2 separate regions of the Triticum aestivum genome follow, and region 2 is linked to region 1. The links are chromatin contacts, called in public Hi-C maps. All regions are on one chromosome and are shown on one strand. The core of a region is the stretch at or near the end of the contact, and the rest is flanking DNA. Distances in the headings are between cores, read along the strand shown. Region 1 has its middle 140 kb from the start of LOC123053200. Region 2 holds the start of LOC123053200 (probable BOI-related E3 ubiquitin-protein ligase 3).

Region 1 (2,883 bases), core at 58-2,557:
AGGTCCACCTGTCATTAGAAGAAAAAAGTAAACAAATCTGGTCGTCTTATCTTCACCACCCAGGTCGACGCACAGGTGAGGGCGCGAACGCACACGCCCGTCCCGCCCCCAGCTGAGGTAGAGGCCTCCGCCATCATTGTCGCGTTGAGGACCCGGGCAGCGGCCTCGGGCAAGGCCTTGCTGAGGATGACTCCCACGCGGCCATCGCCATCCTCGTGTTGCTGAGGTCAATTGATCGGACGAGACCATGAGGGCAGCAGTGGACGCCGGGCATGCCCACAGCGCGTCCCGCGCGAGGCCCGCCTCCCGTCCCGCCTCCGGCCGTGGTAGAGGCCGCCGTTTCCACACGGAGCCCGTCCTGCCCCTGGCCGAGGCAGAGGTCGTCGTCGCCGTTACCGCGCGGACCGGAAGGGCGGAACCGGAAGCGGAAGGTTGCAGCGGCTCGGTTCTTGCCGGATCTAGGCGAGCGCGGGCTAATGGCGGCGATGATCGCGGAGTTCCGGTGCTATGGCGTTGGCCGGCAGCGCCGCTCCTCCATGGAGCTCCATGGCGCGGGTGCGACGAGAGAGAGAGAGTGAGAGAGAGAGAGAAAGAAATTAGGGAGGAGAGGAGAACGAGAGAAAAGAAAGGTAGTATTACACTAACAAGCATGCTCCACATCCAGCAAAACAAGTCAACGTAATGGTGTGAGAAATTGGTGCCATGTCAGCTTGACTAGCAGGCCCCATCTGTCACAAACGCGATCAATAGAGCCAAATTCTCTGATGAGTGATATTTGCAAAACAATTACACAAGACTTGTGTTTTCTACAAAGAAATGCAGCGCAATGTTTTCTGCTAACCTAGCTTTTGAAGCGGTGGTTTTCTGCAATTTACTCTGTCGTCTAGTGGTGCTTTGACTCGATGATACAAAATCTTCTCGCATGCTAATCTTCCTACAGTGACTAGTATACTACCATCTCTATCTCTGGGATCTTCGAAAAAAAAAATCTCTATCTCTGGGACGACATGTGCACACATCGATCCGCAGGGAGATGATCACATGATCCAAGACCTATCAGGCCAGGCCATCTTGTTCGGCAAGCTCTAGAAAAGGGCAATGGATGGCACGAGGTGATGAGCGCCGTGGACCAGCGTGTCCAGTCCAGCCATTATTCCGTCCGTATAGATATAGATGGATCGTGGCGTCACGGACGCTCCTACTTGCACAATTATGCATGCACCGCACAAAGCATGTGGTCGAGGCATGTGACCGTCGCTTGTCGACAGGATCTGTACGCCTTCATTCGTTCATTCACTAGTAGGTGTTGCGCTCGCCTCACTCGCCGCGAAAACTACAGCAGGCGCAGTGCGATACATGCACGGCACCGCGCTCGCTCCTTGTCCTCGACGCGAAACGACAACAAAGTACACGTATTCCTTCCCCTCCCGTCACATCTTTGGTTTGGCTGTTCCATTTCCAGTAGGATATGCACCAGGCAGGCGTGCAACTTGCGACCACGACGGTGTAGCCAAGCGAGGAGGAGGAGGTGCTGCTCACTCGACAATATCATGTGACTCTATTCGTTTTCGATATTGTAGTATGTGCGTGGGATCCACCGTCTCTGATCATTCTTCTCTCCTATCGAGTGGCGGATGCGTGTGCAGGTGCGCGTGTGTGGCGCTTCTCGGTAATCAGTGCCAGGTGGGACCACCACCGCCTGCCTTTTTCTGTTAAGTTATTACGTAGTACTATACTAGTACTCCCTCCATTTTTATTTAGTTTGCGCCTAAGAGCAATCACGGATACCAAGGAGAGCTGAGGAAGCAAAAATCTGGACTGTTTTACCCATGAGCTGGCGTGTGATCTGCCTTGATCTCCATGACCGATTTTGTTGCGCAGCTGTAACTGCATTTCCGTTGATTGGCTGCCTTCCTCACTCCTCGTTCCCCACGCCCCGCATGCATGCTGCCAAGGGTGCTCGACCACTGCATGCATGCCCTCTTTCTTCCAAGTAATTAATGCATACGAATTGCACAGCTAAAAATGAAGGGCAGTTTTGGAAGAACGAGGGGTAAAAAGCTAGCGCGCAGACTAAAAGGAGAAAAATGAGAAAAACTTAGACGCAGACTAAAAGAAAACGGAGGGAGTAATAATGTACGTGCAATGCACGTTTATCAAATATAATAGGTTGAGTCAGCAGGCTATAAGATGTCCAGGTCAGCAAAAATACTAGTCAAAGGAGAGAGAAGAAAGGCAGCAAGCGCCGGGCTCTAGCACTATACACGAGGGAAAAGGATGCATGCAGCCCATGTAAAGCACTCAAAGCTGGGCGCTGCTTTCTCACTTCCAATCAAATGCATCTGCCTTCTTACCCATGCATGCAAACATTAATTGCTACAGCCAACTTACAGCCAGGCTTATTATATGAGAAACTTTTTTACAAAGGCTATATATAACATGGCATGAGTATAGAGCCAGCAACCGGCTCTTCTATTAACCATGCTCTTTGGTAGGATATTAGTTGCACGTTATATTAAGTAGTAAGATATATCTGTTGCACGTTGGTATTTGGTAAGATAACAATTACTTTTTCTCAGGAATGGTAGGATATTAATTACATGACAGATTTCAAAGGATAGCGTTGAGTCAAAATATGTTTATAACCAATGGCAGTGGTGGGTAATTAGAGCGTTAAACATGTTTGGTGTTCAACATTGAAGCGATTTGAACCATTAGATAACATGGTTTGCCGGTCAAAATGGTTTGAATCTACCCGTTTGAGTCTTTTTATATTGGTATAGATATAGATGGGATGATGGTTGGGTGCACATAGGACACGGCTCAACTTAAATAAGTAAGAAAGAGGAAATGCCACGGGTTGCTATCTCAAAATAAAATGAA
Region 2 (2,809 bases), core at 91-2,590, 140 kb before region 1:
TTCCACATGACCTGCTGCCAAATTCTTGAAGCACTGCTATTTCTTCGGCAAACTGAACCCACTGTAGCTTGATAACATGGGCAAGTTGATCAAGCCTGCTGACTTTCCTATCGCAAACCGTTTCGGAGGAGGCCACTGGTTCCTTCAATCACGAGAGCAGGACATGGAGCGACGCGTTCTTGGTGGTCGCGCACAACGGGCAAGTGTCCACGGCGGCGTCGCACGCGCTGCAGAGGCACAGGTGCCTGCACGGCAGCAGCAACACGCACGACTCGCCCTCGCCGCAAGCCCTGCACGCCGCCGCCGACGCCTTGGATGCCGCAGCGTCGTCGCCGGCGGGGGTCTCGAAACAGCAGGACCGCGCGTCCTCGGCGTCGCCGTCTCCATCCGCTCCGGTGGCGGCGACGGCAGCGCAAGGGGACTGCAGAAGCTGGTCGAGTGTAGCTTGGAGGCCCGCAGCGACTGCCTCGTGGCTCTTGGCGACGCGTATCCACGCCTGACCCTCGGCGCAAATCTGGGTGAGCCTCTCTGACAGCTTGGCGTTGCGGCAGCGCGCCAGCTCCAGCGCGGCCTCCGCGGCACGCAGCCGCCTCGCCGCAGCACGCTCCGCCGCCGATACCAGCGCCCTGACGTGCTCCTGCCGCGCCTCCTCCAGCCCCGCGCGCATGCGGTCAGTCTGCAGAACGTCCATCAGAATCACCACGAATCAATACACCGTGCAATCAAACCAAGAACGCGAGCCCAATCACCAAGATAGAAAGAGAAACGGTGCATGAACAAGATGGTACGTACCTCGAGTCGTAGGACTGCATCGATCTCCATGCCCTGACGGTACAGCTGCGAGAGCAGGTCCTGCGGCGGGCCGGCGGCATTGATCATTCTCCCACTGGTGGACGCCGTGCCGGAGCCCACCGCCCTGGTCAGCACATCGCCGACGGGCACAAGCCCCTGCCCGCGCTGATTCTCCAAGTACGAAGGCGCCTCCGGGACGACGCGCGCCCGCTTCCTCTGCACAAAACCGTGGCTGCGGGTGATACTGTCGTGCCAAGTGGGATCGACGCGCGGAACGTCGCCGAACAGCGTGTTCCCAACACCCTCCAGTTCCGGCCCGCGCTTGAGGTTGTCGGGAAAGAAGAGGGAGCCGCCCGTCATCTCGTCCTCCAGAGCACTGACGCTGTTGTAGGCGTGGAGGTCGTGGGGGAAGGAGTGGGAGAGGTGTTGCGCCTGCACGGCCATGGCCAAGTACTACGGCGTGCTAGTTTTCGGGTTTGGCGAAGGAAGAGAGAGGAGAGGGAAACGGATGAGGAGACGGTCGTGGGCGTGGAGACCTATGCGGAGGGAGGGAGGGAGGTTTTATACGCGTCCGCGTTTGCGGTTACGGAAAAGGCCATGACTTGAAGCGGCACTCTGGTGGGAGGACACGTGACGCCACTGCACGTTGAGCAACTGACCGGGGAAATAATGGGTCGACGATCCATCCATGCAGGGCCGTCCCAAAGATCCATCTACATTCTCTCAAAAAAAAAAAGATCCATCTACATCTACAGCACCTAAAGATACGGTAATTTGCGGTCAAAAGTCCGCTACGAACAGCTTGGTAGCGGCGACCAAACAACGAAACAGATTGCGTGATGCGATCCCAACGTACGTACGGCTGCCGCTAAAGAAAAAATAAAAAAATGAGATCAACCCAAAGGATAACCCTCGTTGGCTTTTCTTTATATAGAAGAAACTCCGTATGCACCGCGCGTCCGTGCCGGGACTCGAACTTGGGTAGGCTGGCAGCAACCTCAGCTGCCCAGCCAACGGGTCGACGCCCCGTTCTCAAAAAAAAAAGATAAAAAGGATGGGAACGGAGACGCGTGAATCAAAGCTCTTGGGCAGGATAACAGCTGAATTCAATAAGGGCCTGTTTGGTTCCAATAACTCACCACTTATAAGTCAGGTGACTTAAACCAATGACTTATAAGTCACGCATGTTTGGTTGTCACCTGACTTATAAGTCATCTGACCACACTTTTCCATCTTGTTTTTTAATGTAAAGATGATGGGACCCACGCAAAAGGGGATGACTTATGAGTTTTAAGTTGGGGTGGAGCAACTTATGACTTATAAGTTGGGGTGACTTATAAGTTGGATCTGTTTAGCAAAATAAGTCGTTTATTTATTTATTTTATTTATAAATTGATGACTTATTTGGAATCAAACAGGCCGCAGGTTTGCGGTGGCACCACACGTTCGGCTCCACATCTTGTGAAAACGCCAAGCGAGTGATCAAGAATTCAAGACGCGCCCTGCAGACCCGGATCTAGATAGCAGCCTGGTCCTGCTCCTGTCCTGCTGCTCACGGAAAGAGCGCACAGTAGTGGCCGCCCTCGTGTAGCTCTGACGGAGCACTGCCCTCGCTGATTGATCGATCTGGGTCCAAGCGACGGGCGGGGTACGTACTCCTACTAGTTAATGTTCGGCGCCGATCAAGCAAGCACATGCAATGCAAACAAGGAGCTTATTTGGCGCGCGCGCACACACACATCACCAAACCAGCTCATCGAGCGGCGTCGGCAGCCACGATCCACAGTGGTACTATAGTGGTGCCGGGCACGGGCAGGGGCAGCTGCGTTCCTCTTCCTCGTGGCGGCCATGAAAGGTGGAAGTAACAGTCGCCCGCTCCGTAAAGGCGCCGCACCGACCGACCATTCTGCGGGGCGCACCTGCATGCACTGCGTCTCCGGTACTGGCGCTGGCGCGGCACGGAGTACCACCAACCATCCATCCATCTACTCCCTGCGTTCCTAAATATAAGATTTCA

The links. A called contact is a pair of places that touch in the nucleus more often than the background predicts.
Region 2: a contact with region 1 is called in a Hi-C map of leaf, with 3 times the contacts expected there. The contact joins the promoter of LOC123053200 here to the enhancer-like site in region 1. A contact is called at or near these places in 1 of 5 Hi-C or Micro-C datasets (leaf) and 1 of 1 datasets of contacts at active chromatin or transcription factors (leaf).

What each region holds. Positions count from the first base shown.
Region 1 is chr2D:371,208,530-371,211,412 of IWGSC CS RefSeq v2.1, reverse strand. No RefSeq gene overlaps it. Among protein-coding and RNA genes, the nearest start is that of LOC123053200, 140 kb to the left of the region's middle. Within about 2 kb of position 1,307, at least 6 of the 8 cell types and tissues checked have an H3K27ac peak or open chromatin away from gene starts, as enhancers often do. A contact at or near this core is called in leaf, where this site is marked.
Region 2 is chr2D:371,350,295-371,353,103 of IWGSC CS RefSeq v2.1, reverse strand. It overlaps LOC123053200 (probable BOI-related E3 ubiquitin-protein ligase 3), which reads right to left and starts at 1,340. Exons shown (of 2, transcript XM_044476627.1): 1 at 793-1,340; 2 at 1-676. The coding sequence starts at 1,236. The coding sequence ends at 149.